2 separate regions of the Mus musculus genome follow, and region 2 is linked to region 1. The links are chromatin contacts, called in public HiChIP or PLAC-seq maps. All regions are on one chromosome and are shown on one strand. Each heading gives the region's core, a stretch centred on a gene start, on an enhancer-like site or on the middle of the called end of the contact. The rest is flanking DNA. Distances are from core to core; before and after follow the strand shown. Region 1 has its middle 35 kb from the start of Prdm1. Region 2 has its middle 21 kb from the start of Gm40639.

Evidence for each region. HiChIP or PLAC-seq counts read pairs in DNA pulled down with a chosen protein or histone mark.
Region 2: a PDX1 HiChIP or PLAC-seq map of a beta-TC-6 cell line shows a contact between it and region 1, with 22 times the contacts expected there. The contact joins two enhancer-like sites. A contact is called at or near these places in 7 of 39 promoter capture datasets (the C10 cell line, cranial neural crest, frontonasal cranial neural crest and 4 more), 3 of 484 Hi-C or Micro-C datasets (bone marrow-derived macrophages, cerebral cortex and pre-B cells), 11 of 115 datasets of contacts at active chromatin or transcription factors (a beta-TC-6 cell line, bone marrow-derived macrophages, craniofacial prominence and 8 more) and 1 of 9 other capture datasets (embryonic stem cells).

What each region holds. Positions count from the first base shown.
Region 1 is chr10:44,491,411-44,495,620 of GRCm38.p6, forward strand. It overlaps a transcript of Prdm1 not described here. Among named protein-coding and RNA genes, the nearest start is that of Prdm1, 35 kb to the left of the region's middle. Within about 2 kb of position 1,866, at least 18 of the 459 cell types and tissues checked have an H3K27ac peak or open chromatin away from gene starts, as enhancers often do.
Region 2 is chr10:45,000,845-45,005,054 of GRCm38.p6, forward strand. No RefSeq gene overlaps it. Among named protein-coding and RNA genes, the nearest start is that of Gm40639, 21 kb to the right of the region's middle. Within about 2 kb of position 2,052, at least 85 of the 459 cell types and tissues checked have an H3K27ac peak or open chromatin away from gene starts, as enhancers often do.

The DNA.
Region 1 (4,210 bases), core at 616-3,115:
AATAAAGGCATAGAACTCATTTGTTTACCAGTCCATTTTACAGTTCCTGGCATAAATTGCTTAAGATGTGCTAAACCAGAGACCTCCCCACCCACCAAAGTCCACCTCTGTACCTGGAATTTAGTTGTTAAAATGGCTCAGAGTTTCAGAACTGGGACGTTCTAGGCTGGCCTTGACATCTTAGCCTGGAAGAAGCTGAGGGGTGGAGTATAGAATTTGTTCTTGCTTGGCCAATCAACAAGAAAAAACAGGCCTTGGGTCATAAACTCCCAACGCTTACTCTCTTAGCTTCCAAGACAGCTTGCTTATTAGTCTTTCAGCTTTTAGTGAAAGCCCTATAATCCACATTGGTAGAACCACTGTGCCTGTTTCTTAGCACAATGCAACTTTGAGGATGAGGATAACAGAGGAAAGCATTGGAGTAAGCACACGTACAGGCACACCAAATTCTGGAGATGTAGCCCAGTCCTCCCTTTAACTCACTACATAGCTTAGGTTGGCTGCTTTGGTCACTTAAATTCTGGAGACACCAACGAGTGCTACCACATTTCTCTGTGGTAGGGATCCTGCCACACACATTCTCCTTGTCAGGTCCTGTTTACTTCCTACAATAATGATTTACCTTAATAAAAAAAAACATATTATTCTTATGTGATTAGTTAAGCTACACACGATGAAAGGAAGATACGCAACTGTTAATTTATATTTTGACCTCTCATGTCTGTCCACCATTCTATGGGTGTTGCCACTGAAAATCCATTCTGTAGTGAGAGACAACTTTTAAAAAGAAGCCCCATAAACTAACGTTCCAAAGCTGTAACTAACCAGGGGCACAATACAAACAGCATTTGCAATAGAAGACGAGCTGAAACACCAACTTCTTCTCTGACCTCCACCGATTAACCTCCTCTCTCTAGTTTTTATTAGGAGAAAAATCAAACTGGGTATAACATTCCTATTGCTCCGTGAGCTAGGAGATTTAGTCTTGCATTATTTTGGTCTGTTAAAAACAAATAAAGAAACCAACAACACTGAACAAGGTACATCTCTTTAATCTCAGCATTCTGGAGGCAGAGGCAGGTTGATCTCCATGACTTTGAGCCCAGGCTGGTCTAACAGAGTTCTGAGCCTTTCAGAGGCCCTGTCTTAAAAAAATCAAGTTAAAACAAACAAACAAACAAGGAAGAGTATATAAGATAATTCATAAGGTTATCAGCAGTCTCATAGGTGAATCCTGCTTTTTAATGTTCTGATTAGTAGGGAGTTAACGAGTACCTGCCATTATCTTCAGAATAAACTGTTAAGAGAATGCTACTTTATAGCCTTCAGGAAGAGGACACTGTCAGGATATTGATTAGAAGGTCAGAGGATGTGTTTATCCTACGTTGATTTATCCTTTCTTCCATTTGGGTAGAATAAGACTCTCCTGCTGTTGATGAAATATCCATTTTTCTAGTCAGGCCACCTGGAATTTCTGCAAAGCTATCGCTTCAGAGTCTGCCCTCTCTCTAGAGCAGAGCAGTTTGGACTCTGGCCAGTGCCTGTGTTCAGGTGGATTTGCCAAAGGCTGGTGTATCAGTAGCCATACTGGGAGGGCCACACGGCATGGTCTTTGCTTCCTGCTCGTGAGCAGTGGTCATGGCCAACTCCTTCCACAGGGGCCTGTCAGGAGATGAAAGTGTCTCTCACCTGTGGTCTAGCTGTTAGAGAGGAAAGCAAGCTGCCCCCTGCCTACCGCCATCCCAAGCCAGACACCTGCCTCCTTGCGCATGGGGCGGAAACTGGATCTCCAGTCAGGAGTTCACTGTCCTCCCTCTCAAGATGCTTTGATCACTTAGGAGACCATCCATCTCATTCTCCGGCAACTTTAACTCCACCTTCGAAGCAGCAGCTGCCTCCCCTCCCCCCAGGAGCCTCAGTCCCAACTCCAGGCTTGAGTATCAGGGTAATCAGTTTGATCTGACAGATTTTAATTACATTAATTAGGGCTTTTCTGAATAGGCCTGATTAGCATCCTGCCAAGTTTTTTTTTTTTTTTTTTTTTTTGTCTTCCTTTCCCTTCTCTAAAGGGGGACCAGGGCTCCTGTTTTCCTTTCTTCTAACACTGGTGACACTTCTTATCTTGTTCAAGGTAAACACACACTCAATGGCACCTTGTGTAGTGGGTATTTTATGAGGACATGGCATAGGCCTAGGTAGGGGAGAAGAGACTGCTATTTAGAGCACTTTCCAGGTCTTGAGCCTTGGTTTGGCTTGGCTGTTGTTGAGAAAACACTCCACATTCAATTTCACTTTTAAAGACCCCGCTTCCTGTAAATCTCCCTCATGGTCTCATCAGAAGGAAATGTAAAGAGATTCTTGCCTTTCTATTATATTAACCATTTTGTTTTAGAGAGAACCAAAGATAGACTCCAAAAAAGCCAGGGGAGATGGGGCCTTCCACCCTGACCTCGATCGGGTTTTAAGACAACAACAAACCCTGTGAATGTGAACAAGGCTCTTTAACTGAAAACGCTTGCAAACGGCTTTCGGCTACTAATAAAAGAGAAGCAACCACACTGACTTCCCAGGTCTCTGTACAGAGATTAGCACAGTGCAAATTTGGCCTGCTCTATCATCTGCACTATAATTGCTATTTTAAAATGTGCTGTTTTGAATAACCCACAATAAATGAGGGCATTGTTCCAGAAACCAGGAAGAGAAATCTCAGCTGAAGTTTGTTTGCTTTTAAAAAGCCAAAGACGAAACTTTTTTTTTTTTTTGAGCCATATATCTTAAGTTAAACAGTAAAAGCGTGGACTTGCAACCCTTAATCCAAGTTTCGCCTCCCTTTCTCCACACACCTTGTGCAATAGCCATTTCTCTGGAGATTAACGCTGCTGCTCCCAGTGAACTGAATTGTGTCTCGTGGACCATGGTGTCTATGTTGGGATAGTTCCCGTTTGGGGTGATAGTAAGAGAGCTGAGAAATCATACCGTCTAGCCCTGGTGGTGTACCAGGAAAAGTTATCCAGAATTAGTCGCCTTCAAACACATTCTAGTGCACGCAGCCCGGGTAATGCATCTGTCACCTTCCCTGTAAAGCTTAGCTAGGTCTTAGCAAGGGAGACACAAGAGAGTTTACCGTCTGTTCACCTTTTTCCATTGGTGGGCAGGGAATGGGGGATATGGATGGGATTGGGAATGGGCTCAGTGAACTCCAACTTTTTTTTTTTCTTACTTCTGGCTATTACCCAATTCTCTCTGGAAATGAGAACAATCTTCTCTTACTTCCTCTTATCCTTTTACGAGGATGAGATTGCTTAAAGTCACCGATTTTGGGGGCTAGGTCTTTGATCCTTGTTGGGTCAGATAATTAAGAATGTCTAGCAAGTGTGAGCTATCTAGCAACACCTACAATTCCAGTTATCCAGGACTCTGGGGCTGGGGGATTATGAGGAGTCCTGTGTCAGATGAATACATGAGTAAATAATAAATACATAAACATATAGGTATAGAAACTTCACGATTTCTAGAAAGTATGGTGAAAAGACTGGAGAAATATTCAAACTTAGAAACAGAACTTGCATTCGATGCAGGTATTCCTTCCATTCCTGGGCAAGTATGCAGAGAACTCCACATTATATCTGAGATATTTGTATATTTGTGTTTATTGCTGCTCTATGATATGGAACCAACCAAGTGATCAATAGATGACTAGAAAAAGGAAAATGTGGTATACACACAAAATAGAATATCATTTCAGCTGTAAAGAAACATAAGTTGGAGACATGACTGTGGTGATGCAGGCCTTTAATGCCAGCTCTTGGGAGGCAGAGGCAGGTGGATTTCTGTGAGTTTGAGGCCAGCCTGCCCTACAGCGTGAGTTTCAGGACAGCCTGAGCTACCTAGAGAAACCCTGTCTCAAAACAAAAATAAAAAATAAAATCATGAAATTTTGAGACAAATGGGCAGATTTGGACAGTACAAACAAGGAGACCCAAACTCAGAAAGAACATCTCTTAAGTTCTCCCTTATCTGTGAATCCTCATTTATAATGTATACATGCATATCTGTAAGCAGGTGAGCGTGGGTATAGCATAATGTTTAGAAAGGAGACCAAGCAAGAGCAGTATCAGGTGATAAGGAAGGACAGGAGGCAAGCCAAAGGTTCTGTGAATCACGAAAAAGGAAGTCAATATAATTTTTGTTTCCTAGTTTCAACTCCATC
Region 2 (4,210 bases), core at 802-3,301, 510 kb after region 1:
CTGTGGTCGATGTGTTAGAACCAAAATAAAATGACCAGTCGTATTTTCAAGAACACGGAAAATAAAGTCTTCCTGCGTAGTGTTTGCTTAGTAAATAATTCTGTGGAGCCCCTTTATTTCCTTTTTTCTTTTCTTTTCTTTGTGTAGAGCCCCAACTAGTGGGAGATTGGAAAACTGCACCTGAAGAGAGGCCATTTAAATGGAGGTGACCATTGGACTTCCGGCCAGCATATGAGCACTTTAGGACAAGGCTGATTTTCAGGTGTGAGACTGCAGACAGGTGCTAAGAGGGGAGGGTTGTGAAACTGCCTTCTTCTTAACTTTCTGCATGCTAAAGGGCAACCTGGCGCCGAGGAAAGCAAACACACTCTCTGGCATGTGAAATGACTCAGTGCACTCTAGCTACAGCTAATTCGAGAAAGGAAAATAAATTCTGAGTTCAGAACTTATATGCCTCAAAGATCTTTTTTAAAAGAAAGGGGACAACATCCTGTAACCGAAAAGAAAAAAGAAAAAACTGCACAGGCTGGAGGAAAAAGAGCCGGTTTCACATGTTAAATGAGAATTCAGTTAGAAATATTTTTACCCAGTTGGTAGTTTTTACTGAGAAGAGATAAGAATGTGCTGTGTTGTGATAAGAGGAGCTAGCTGTAGGTAGACCAGCAGGCCGGAGGCCATCATGCAGGAGAGATCAGAACTTCAATGAAGAATGAGACAGAAACGCCTAGAAAAGTGGGGTGTACTGTTCTGAACTCAGAATTTATTTTCCTTTCTTAAATTAGCATAGACAGAGTGTGCTGACTCATTTCACTTGCTAGAGAGTGTGTTTGTTTTCTAAGGGGACTGAATCTCAGGAGCTGCTGGGATTTTAAGTTTGTTTCTTTGTTTCTTCTTCCATCCTTTCAAAAACTCTCATTCTGCTCAATTGTTTTTAAAATAATGTTTCCTTTGACAAAAAGTGGCAATAAAATGCAGACAGCCTGGAAAGGCTATTAAAGAAATAATCCACGATGAGTTCATTAATTAAAGTATAAGAATGTGCATCAGGGGTTGTCATGCAGGCTTCAGGGTGTTTGTGGAACTCCCTAACAAGAAAGATCTATAGTGTGTGTGTGTGTGTGTGTGTGTGTGTGTGTTTCTGAATTCTCAAAGAATCCCATAAAAAACAAACAAACAAACAAACAAATCCAACTACACAGGAATCTGCACATAGACAAAAACCAACCACATTGTCATAGATGTGCCTCAGAGTGGTCTGACTTCAGAGACTGCATAGAAAAGCCCCACAGAGTCATCAAGCCATGTCTAGGGCATCTCACAGAGCAGATGCTAACCTCCAGAGTCACAGGCTTCCCTGTGCATTGTGCACTAGAATAAAGGTGTGGTGGGTGTCCTGCTTATACCTTGAGGGCATATGGGTGCACACAGTCCTCATCAGCTGCAGGGATGAACAACTCGCTCTCACCACTTCCCTCCATGTGAATGTACAAAAGGCCACTTATGCTCAAAATTTGAACATAGTAGTAATTATTTTTTTTTATCCCCACAGATTAGCCAGTAAAATTCAGAATTTAACCACAACAACAGAAATACCTTTAACTTTTAGGAGTCAAACACCTACTCAGTATACACAGTTGTTACAAAATATCAATTCAAGGGAGTTTTCTCTGCCACTTAAAGTTTATGGTGATTATTAAATAAACAGACCTTTGCTTCATTTGAAAAGGGATTTGTTTAAATACTACTTATTTGAAGATCATTAAGTCTCTGGAGTTCAAGGATATCGAGGGTGGTGACTGCCTCCCGGAGCTATCTAACTTCTTTTATGATGTCAGCTTTCCCAGAGATTTTATTTAACAAATGACTTCACTGTGGAGAAAAGCTGTCATATTAATCTATCTGTCCTAGCCTTCACCTTCCAGCCTCACTGTGATCATGTAAGAGAAGTCTGAGGGGTAAAGAGAGAACCCACACTACCCATTAGCAGTCCCCTGTCAGGTGGCACGTGATCCTGTGTCAGCACACTCGGCTCCTCAGCTGCGGACTCCCTGGTCTTTCCTTCTCAGACAGACACCACCATGATTGAAGTTTACAAAAGGCAAGCTGTACAGGGCATCTGACACTCTGCAAAGCTTGCCACCTTTTCTGTTTTCTGTTTATCTTTCCCTTTGCCAGAGTCTGTAAGAAGCTTTCATGGCTGAGAAAGTAAGTCTTTGAGTCATAAGAACAAGGTGAAGGTATTTAGAGGGAAAAAAAGCTTGCCAGGTTTAAAAAAAAAAAAACCTGTATTCCCTTACTAAGACAATTTTAAAACCTCAAATATTACAACCACAAACTGTTCGTGCAGATGAAAATGAAAGTAGGCCACTTAAAGAGAGTTTTGTCTAAACTAAAGCAAATGCATTGCGTCATTATTTTAAGCATTGGGATTAACAGGCTACCAAACGGTTTCTTTGAAATTAAGAAGGCAGCATTTTAAATATTACATCTGAACGTGTTGTGTCTCCTCTAAGGGACACGCAGAACCTGAGTGGCTGATGTCTCTATGCCCTCTCCCCAGCCCCTGAGGACCACACTGCCCTTCCTGCCTGCGCCTACTTGGCTCTGGGCCAGCAGCTTTCAGGGCCCCTTCATTAGGAGCTCCTGGCAATGTGGTTCAAATGTGAAATTTCCATCTCCCCTCCACAGGCAGCTAGGCAAGGGCAAAGCAGTTGGGACATGCTTGACACATGAATTTGAAAAGGGAAGAGGAGAAGGAGGAAGAGGAGGTAAGCCTTCAAAACTATATCTATCAAAGTGAAAGTCAGGAAAAATTAGGCCATCCACCTGACTGGGGCTGCCAAAGAGTTAGGTGAAAGTGCCTTTCAAGGACGTCCTACATAAAATTCAGTATGCTAGTTAACAGGACAGCCAGGTGCCCCAAGCTGTCTGAGGAACACAAGCACATTGAAAATAAAGACACTCACTAATAACCCCCATACTTTAATGTTTTAGGATTCTCTTTGATTTCCTATGGAACCTGGTTAGCCCAGAGAGGACTAGAATACATGTGGTAGTGGTGGTGGTGGTGGTGGTGGTGGTGGTGGTGGTGGTGGTGGGTGTGTCAAGTTGAAAGTTGTGTGTGTGTGTGTGTGTGTGTGTGTGTGTGTGTCTAGGGGGATGTTTATAAACTGAATTTCCATTAGTTGATAGTCACATTTTGAGCCCACTATAGGTTGAGACATGCAGGGAGAAATAATAATGTCCGCTCATGAACGTGCTTTGGAGGCAAGCCATACCACCACTGAAGTAAGCCCTCAGCTGAACTTGACTGAGCAGGTCCACACCTCGTTAAGTAACACCAGTTGCCATTGTAGTCAGTGATGTCAGTCAAATACCAGAAGCAGCGGGCTAATTTTGGATGCTTCCCTGCCTTCTCGGAAGCACAGAGACACGTGTGTGCTGTGCACATGTGCACAGGTGGCTCTCAGTTAGCTGCTAGTCTGTGTCCTCCCCACACTGATAGCCCACAACTAATTTCTACTTGATTTTGGAAAGATTTCAAATTACTCTGCATTTTGGTATGCACTGTCCCGAATCTCATTTCACTATCTCACTACAGTGTTGAAACAGGAGTGCTAAGCGATAATAAATGATAACGACCACAGAGGAACCTGCTGGCTGAAAGTAACAATGAAAATTTACAAAATAGAAGATCCAGACAAAGATAGGAAGACTATGTAAGCATGTTTTTTTTCCTTCTTCACTCTTAATTAATTCTTTCCTTCTGACAGTTCAACCTTACACATATTTCCAAATAACTTTCCACCATGATTTTACTCAATGATTTCCACAATGATAAAATGAATTGAGTACAATATTAATGTGTTCCTGACAAAGATACACTCTGGGAGTACTATGATGTTTTATAATTGATAATTTATTCTTATTAATTAGAATCAGGCTGGCAATAGATCTTTTTAAAATTGACTTTCCACATATTCTAGGTCTTGTTAAGATTAGTTTATATATAATTATAAACATAATTAAATTTGAGGTTAAATGGTTTTCTAAGACAAGTATAGTCAGATCAAACACTAAAAAAGGAAACTATACTAATTAATAGCATTTTTCATATATTTAAAAATGTAGTCTATATCCTATTAAAATTAATGAGATTATTTTTCACCTTCTTGCTTGCAATCTGTACCTGATAAAGAAAGACAAACAA